2 separate regions of the Gossypium hirsutum genome follow, and region 2 is linked to region 1. Evidence: chromatin contacts called from public Hi-C data. All regions are on one chromosome and are shown on one strand. The core of a region is the stretch at or near the end of the contact, and the rest is flanking DNA. Distances in the headings are between cores, read along the strand shown.

Region 1 (3,875 bases), core at 603-3,102:
CATTCGATGCTGGAGAAGCTTTTGCTATGATGGCAGCTTCATTTGTTGCTTTAGTAGAGGTTTGCTTCTCATGTTTATAATCATGTTTGTTAATCATGTTTATCTTATGCCTGGTACAGTTGCACCATACGATTACAGTTTGTATAGTAAATATTCTATGATAATTTAATTGAATAGGCAGAAATTTGGATTGCTTCTGCTACTATCTTAAACCTCAATGCAATCTGGGTGTATAAGATGATACTGTCTGCTAAATTTGAAAGATTTCATTTTCTTAGCTACTGCATATAATCGTTTAGTGTGAAGTGTTCATTTCTGTAATGCTCTTATGATTAAACAGTCTACTGGTACCTTCCTTGCTGTTGCAAGATATGCAAGTGCAACTCCAATGCCCCCTTCCATTCTTAGCCGTGGTATCGGTTGGCAGGTAAAGATAAACTGATAAAATTTCTGTGCAAATTGCTAGGACTTAAATCAATTTGCTTGGTGGACTTTTTAACATGACGAGTACAGTATTAATCTCTTTGCGATCCCCCTTTTAATTTGGCTTGTTTTGCTTCAATCCTAGGGTATTGGCATTCTCTTTTCTGGGATATTTGGAACTGGGAATGGGTCATCCGTTTCAGTGTAAGATTCTTTCCTGAAACTAGTGGCACACAAGTAAAACAATATTTGTTCATCTAACTCCTTTGTGAACTGTGGCAGCGAGAATGGCGGTTTGTTGGCAATGACACGTGTCGGAAGTAGAAGAGTTGTCCAAATATCTGCAGGGTTCATGATCTTCTTCTCCATCCTTGGTCAGTTTCAAATGCCAATCTCTCTGTCTTTCTCTGATCTGTCTCTCACTTAATCATATTTGTATACATGCACTGCAAATCAGGAAAATTCGGAGCTGTTTTCGCTTCAATTCCAGCTCCAATCATTGCAGCTTTATATTGTCTTTTCTTTGGATACGTTGGTAAGTTCGGTTGGAATCAAGCTATATACCATTACTGTTCCATTCAAGATTTCCATAATTCAACAATTTGTGCTAATTGCATGGTTCAGGTTCAGGGGGTCTCAGCTTGCTTCAATTCTGTAACTTAAACAACTTCAAAATAAAGTTCATATTAGGTTTCTCTGTTTTCATGGGACTATCAATACCGCAGTACTTCAACGAGTACACAGCAATTAACGGTTTCGGTCCAGTTCACACCGGCGCCAGATGGGTAACTATCTGTTTCCCTTTTACCCCCTTTTTACAACTCTAGCAGAAAACATAGTTATTCCTGCTCTTTTTTGCAGTTCAACGACATGATAAATGTGCTGTTCTCATTTTGCAGTTCAACGACATGATAAATGTGCCGTTCTCATCCGAAGCATTTGTTGCGGGTTCATTGGCGATGTTTCTCGATGTGACGTTGCACGGGAAAGAAAATGCGACTAAGAGGGAACGTGGCATGCACTTGTGGGAGAAGTTCAAATCATTTAAAAAAGATGCAAGAAGTGAGGAGTTCTATGCCTTGCCTTTCAATCTCAACAAGTTCTTCCCATCAGTGTGAAGTTGGACACAGCTTATAAGCTTGATGCTCAAGCCATGCATGCAACCTCAATACTACGCTTCCATCACTAGAAACTCCATCTTTGCCCATTTTCACCAATTCCCGACTCCATGATGAAAAACAAACATACGCTGGTGCAAAGTAGTGCTGCAAACAAATATGTACATTCAGTGGTACTTCCATATCGCCTTAAATCCAAAATGGTGAATGCTATTACATTACAACTCACAAGCAGATTATTTAGGACATCTTACATAACATAGTGCGTATGTCCATTATTGGACTTTTATAAAGGCCCAATGAACCATCTCCAAACTCTACCGTCCTTCAGATTATTGGGTTCAAATTTATTTGTAGTTTTCTCCTGCGGGTCAATATTTGATGTTTGGTTTTTTCCATTCGCATCATCTTGTCGCCAACATAGCTTGCCTATGCATCTATATGGAGTGTAGTCATATCTGATACAAACAGAACAGATACGAATGCTTAAGAAAAAGTTGAGATTGTAGGATGAGCAGATTGGATTATTTGAAGATGCGATCCCAGTCTTTTTCTGACAGACTATTAACAGGATACAAGTGGGAAAGACAGAAGGGTGAGGACCATTGTTCCCCCACAATTCTAGGAACTGCTCATTTGGCCAAAGAATATAAGGTCATTCATCCATGGTACCATAAAGTATAAACACAATTAAAGCTCCAATAATTTCTCCGGTTGCCTTAATCTCTAGTCTCTTGCCTACATTAAATTCAAAACCCAATTTCTCAATTTGTTTATTGATATTGGTAGACTGTCAAACTTTTTAGCTGCATTCAGATCCTAACAAGTAATAACAATTCTCATGTGGGGAAAAAACTTTCCAAAAATCATGCTAAAACAATCTCATATGTACTGGCTACATGGTTTCAGATTTCAGATTCCCTTTTCCCAGTTATTAAAGAAACAACTAAGCCTAAATTTTAGCACATCTAACAATTTTGAAAAAATTATGCACTTAGTCGTGCTCAAATCCCGTCTTCCTAATTATTATAATAAAAAGATTGCCATTTGAGTTAATACTCCATCAAAGATTGTTTTTCTTAAACTATATTAAAAAGAAAAAAGAAAAAAAAAAGTCATTTGTATGGATGTTTTGCATGGTAGGACCAGATTTATCTAGTTGTTTTTTTTTTTTTTTTGTTTTTGTCCGGCCAACTATTGTGTAAATTTAATGATTACTTGCAATGTTTCGCTAAGGCACTAATTTTTTTTCCGACACTCTTTTGAGCTAGTTGACATGTTGTACTCACTTTGATCAACATAATGTACAAACTTTTTACTAGCAAATTCCAAATCATAAGAAAAGAACTCATTCTGCGTTCGATTTTTTATTTAATTATAAGCCACTGTATTTTTTATTCTAAAAAAAACCATTTAGTTTATAGAGATTTAATTTGTTCTTTTAATTATATTTATAATTATTATTGTTTAAGCATGGTTATATGTAACTGATTTTTCTCACATCAATATGTTTAATTTAATTTAATAAAAGAAAAGCTATTTTGTTCCTTCTTCTTTTTTGTAATTCAAATGAAAAAAAAAAGAAATAGATAGATTATCTCGTATAATAATTTATTTGTGTTTTATAAAAAAAGGGGACAACCTGCATTGTTTGATTTGATGCAATTAAGAAGAAGAAGGTGACAAGCAGACCACCATGTATCCTGTTGTGTCAATTCCTGATTTCTCTTCACAGTCGGCATTTTGTGGTTAGCCACTTAGCCTAACAATTTCAATAATTCATATTCCTAATTCCAAATGCATGCAAAGGAACAAGGGCAATCATCAGTCATCAAAAAGGGGATGTTGAAAAGAAATTAATTAATAAATAAATAAGGTGCATGAAGATATCTTTTTCGAACATGCATGAATTTGGGTGTTAACGTCAATCGAATGTGTGTTTCTTTGTTTGGGGGAAAACAATAAAAGTTAAGAGACAAAATGGTGGTGGTGGTGTTGCAATAGCGGAAAAGCAAAAGCAAAAAAAGTAAATGACTAACCTTAAACCTTTCATTGTTTTCAATCACATATATTATATAATGTCACAATTATGGAGTTAATATCAATGTTGTTGAAATTTTATTATGGTGTTTCACTTTGTGACAGCAGTTATAGTTCTTGCTCGTGTCCAGACAAATCCAGAGGTGCTGCTAGTAGATACCGGCTACAACCCTAGATTAATTTTGCAGTAAAAATAATAATTTAATTAGCCGGTGTTTAATGGTATTGGTTAAGATAACGTGTAGAAAAATGTGTCCAACGGAATGTTGATATCAATTTTAATCATGCATATAT
Region 2 (3,745 bases), core at 1,007-3,506, 110 kb after region 1:
ACTGCGAATTTTATTTATTTTATTTAGCCCCTCCGCCTTTTAATGTTTTTGTAATTAAGTTTTTTTTTAATTTACCCTTTTATTTATTTTTATTTCAATTTGTTCTAATTTGAACGGCGTCGTTTAGAGGAGAAGGGAAAATTGCCCTTCCAGCCCCTCTATGTAATTCGAGCATTCAATTAAGTCCTCCAGACTTTATTTATTTGTGAATTTACCCCGGATCTTTACTGGCGATCCAATTTAGTCCATTTTCATATTTTCTTTAAAAATTAATATTTTTTATAATGCAATTGTATTCTTTTAATTTTTATTTTATAATTCTCATATGCAATTATTATTATTATTTTTTATATATATATTTAAGCATGTATTTATGTTTTTTTATACTAAAATTTTCGCATACTTATATTTATATACACATGTTTAATTTATTTAATTAATTTTAATATTATATTAATTGTTTAAAACTTATGTATTTTTTATGTGTACAGGTATATTTTTTTATTCGCTTATTAATTTATGTTTGCATATTTTTATTATTATCTTGCCTATTTATTTGATATTTTGCACGTCATTATTTTGTTTATTTATTTGTTTATTCATATTATTTCTGTAAAATTGTTGTATTTATTATTGATATTTGTTTAAGGGGCATTCATTCACATATTCAACATAACATTACCCTATCTCTTATTTAATTTTAAAATAAAACGCTTCAAAATAGAGGTAATACTCTTATTTAATTGGGTTCCGATTTTTTTGAAAATCTAACAATCGAGGATTTCTCTTTAATAAAAAAAATAAGAACTCATTATTGGGAATTTAACAAGTTGTGTCCTAACGTATTGGATGTGACGCATTGATTTCTCGAAATGAATATTTTTTTAAAAAAATAATAAAGGAAATATTTCGAGTTTGGGATTTTAGAGGAATTGTGCCCTAACGTATTGGGCCGCGATTTCTTAAATCTTGAATAAATGGATATTCTTTTACATTTTTTATTGCACTAGTATTTTGCCCTAATTCATTTTGGGGGAAAATTAGAATGTCGTGCCCTAACGTATTGGGTGTGATATTTTATTTCTCTAAAATGATAAGGGTCTTAATACGTAACGTTTTAAGTTTTTGCTAAGGATTACGATTTTCAAATTTTCGACAGTAAGACATTAATTAATTAACTAGGTACCAATTTTTGGGCGTAATGAGAGTGCTAATCCTTCCTCATACGTAACCGACTCCCGGACCGTTTTTCTAAAATTTGTAGACCAAAGTCATTTTTAGGTGACCCAATCACACCTTAATAAAAGATTGGTGGCGACTCACAATTTTTATTTTTTAAAGTTGACAACCTAAAATTTTTGTTTTTTTCAAAAAAATGGTTTCGACAACAATGATCAAAACAACAACGAATTCAAACGCTAATGTCTAAATTGAAAATTATTAAAGTTGAGTGACTAAAACAAGAATGCAAACATAATTGAACAACTATTTGTATAGTTTACCCTAAAAAGAATTATATAAGCGATTAAAGTAACACTTGGCAAGATTTTTGCCTATTGGATAAAAGAGCTGAGAATAGAGGAACTCGAACCCTTCTTAAGAACTAATCTCTTAAAGATGAGGACGTAAATAAACTGCTTCAAATTTCTTGAGGATTCGATACCACATTCCATCATTAGATCAGTTAGAAGCTGTTGTTGAATCTTCGTTCTGGTGTGGCTGAAAAACCAAGCATTAGTGACCAAGTAAATATGCAATGTCAAGTCTCAATATAGATTGCTTAAAAATTATAACTTTCATCGTTCAAATCATAGAGATTACCATTGGGTTATGGTTGTGTACAAATCATAATTATTAGATTACTAATTATAATTACAAGACATGTTTGGTTGGCATAGTACGATTATATCTTAATTCTTAATATTATTTTTGATAGTTTTTTTTAATAAATAATAATAATAGAAAGTAAATATTCATGTAAATTTAATTAAACTTATTAATTATAATGGTTAATTAAACATGCCACACATGTAATTATACTCAAATTCAATTATTAAATAATTTTTTAAACGCATTCTATATTCTCTTCCAAACAGAAGCAATTGCGTTGTTAGTGAAATTTTGGTTTTACTCCACAAGTAGGAACTAAGTTGCATATGTATTTAACGCTGAGATTTTAAAGAGACTAACGAATGTCCTGATTAAAACATTAAAAAAAAGTACATAAATGAAACATATGGAGTCGGCATGTGGTTTATGTAAATGTACTTTGTGTTTTGTTTTGATTTTTACATGCCAACTGAAAGGTGTTTAAGGGGACCAAACCCATGAACAAATGGGCATCATAGGAGCCCAAACTACTTGAAGAATTAGGCTTAGGTGTTCCAAGAACAGTTGGGTAAGTTTGGATTGCTTAATTCGGGGGAAAAAAAAAGAAAGAGAGAAGAGATAGAGAAGAGTTTAACTGAAGAGGGAACTAAAAACTCTTCAAGGACGATTGGATATCAGCAGAACTCCATTTATCCCCACTTCTTTAAACCACCCGGAACCCATCTTTTTCCGTCACTCTCCGGCGTGAATATCAGCAGAAGAAGGCTACTTCCAGTTCGTCTCTGTTTCCAGCTCCTACATTGGTAATGGTATGTTTTAACAATATATCTCATTCCTTGGCCCTTCCCTTTTTTGTCTTTGGCTTTCTTTCTCAATTTCCTACCTAGGGTTTATTTCGCTCCTTTAGCTATTGCTATGAAAGTCTCCATTGCTGAAAAAGCAGATGAAAAAATTATTCTTTTTTTGGGGGAGGGCTTATCAATAGAAATGATTAAACGCCAAATGCTACAAACAATTCGGAATATCAGTCATTTAGTTAGAAACTTATATTTGTTTTAACTCTAGAAATTTAGGCAGTGCGGAGCAATTTTACTCTCTGATGAACTGCCTGCCACACGTGCGTGCTTATGGCTCAGCTTTATTTAGAAAGGCTGGTAATTTCATTGCAACAACTTCTTTGAACCAATGCCATGTTCCCTTATGGAGAAGAAATCTTGAGCACGCGGGTGTGAAGACTGTGGATTTAGAGTTCTTGTTGACAAGATTTCGCACTCAGTGTTACTCTTCCCGGAAAAGTAAAAGTAGTAGTAGCACAAAAAAAGCATCCAGGACTAAAAAAGTTCATCCTGAACAACCACCGGTGATGGAAAACGAGAAAGATGCATTCTTTGTAGTGAGAAAGGGAGATACTGTTGGTGTTTTCAAGAGCTTTGCTGATTGTCAGGCCCAAGTTGGATCCTCGGTAATTCTTCTTACTTCCTTTTTCTAATGTCACCTAAAGTTAATTTACTTTTAGGCTAATTGTTGTGCTATACTGTGTTATTTCAAATTGCAATATTAATAGTTATGTGCTTTTTAGATTTCAATGAAATGACATAATAATTGTAATGCAAATAACATAGTAGTCTTTCAAATTTAGATACTGTGTTTTTTCTTTTCGCTTTTCAGTTAACTTTGACATGTTATTGTTCTTTTGGTGTAGATATGTGATCCTCCGGTCAGTGTCTACAAAGGCTACTCTTTGACAAAGGAAACTGAAATATATCTGTCTTCCTGTGGGCTTAAGAATGCTCTCTACACTATTAGAGCTGCAGATGTGAAAGAGGATCTTTTTGGAGCGCTCATTCCCTGCCCTTTCCAGGTGAGACATTGAGCATGAACCTTATGCATACTGCAGATTTGTTGTTTGTTTGAA

What was found. A called contact is a pair of places that touch in the nucleus more often than the background predicts.
Region 2: a contact with region 1 is called in a Hi-C map of leaf, with 2.4 times the contacts expected there. The contact joins the promoter of LOC107909624 here to the enhancer-like site in region 1. A contact is called at or near these places in 6 of 34 Hi-C or Micro-C datasets (all in leaf).

What each region holds. Positions count from the first base shown.
Region 1 is chrD02:62,204,504-62,208,378 of Gossypium_hirsutum_v2.1, forward strand. It overlaps LOC107909664 (nucleobase-ascorbate transporter 7), which reads left to right. Exons shown (of 14, transcript XM_041088953.1): 8 at 1-59; 9 at 341-427; 10 at 569-627; 11 at 706-797; 12 at 881-958; 13 at 1,048-1,208; 14 at 1,285-1,939. The coding sequence ends at 1,335. Among protein-coding and RNA genes, the nearest start is that of LOC107909664, 16 kb to the left of the region's middle. Within about 2 kb of position 1,853, at least 4 of the 9 cell types and tissues checked have an H3K27ac peak or open chromatin away from gene starts, as enhancers often do. A contact at or near this core is called in leaf, where this site is marked.
Region 2 is chrD02:62,314,435-62,318,179 of Gossypium_hirsutum_v2.1, forward strand. LOC107909624 reads left to right here and starts at 2,257. Exons shown (of 14, transcript XM_041088352.1): 1 at 2,257-2,639; 2 at 2,896-3,292; 3 at 3,533-3,691. The coding sequence starts at 2,930.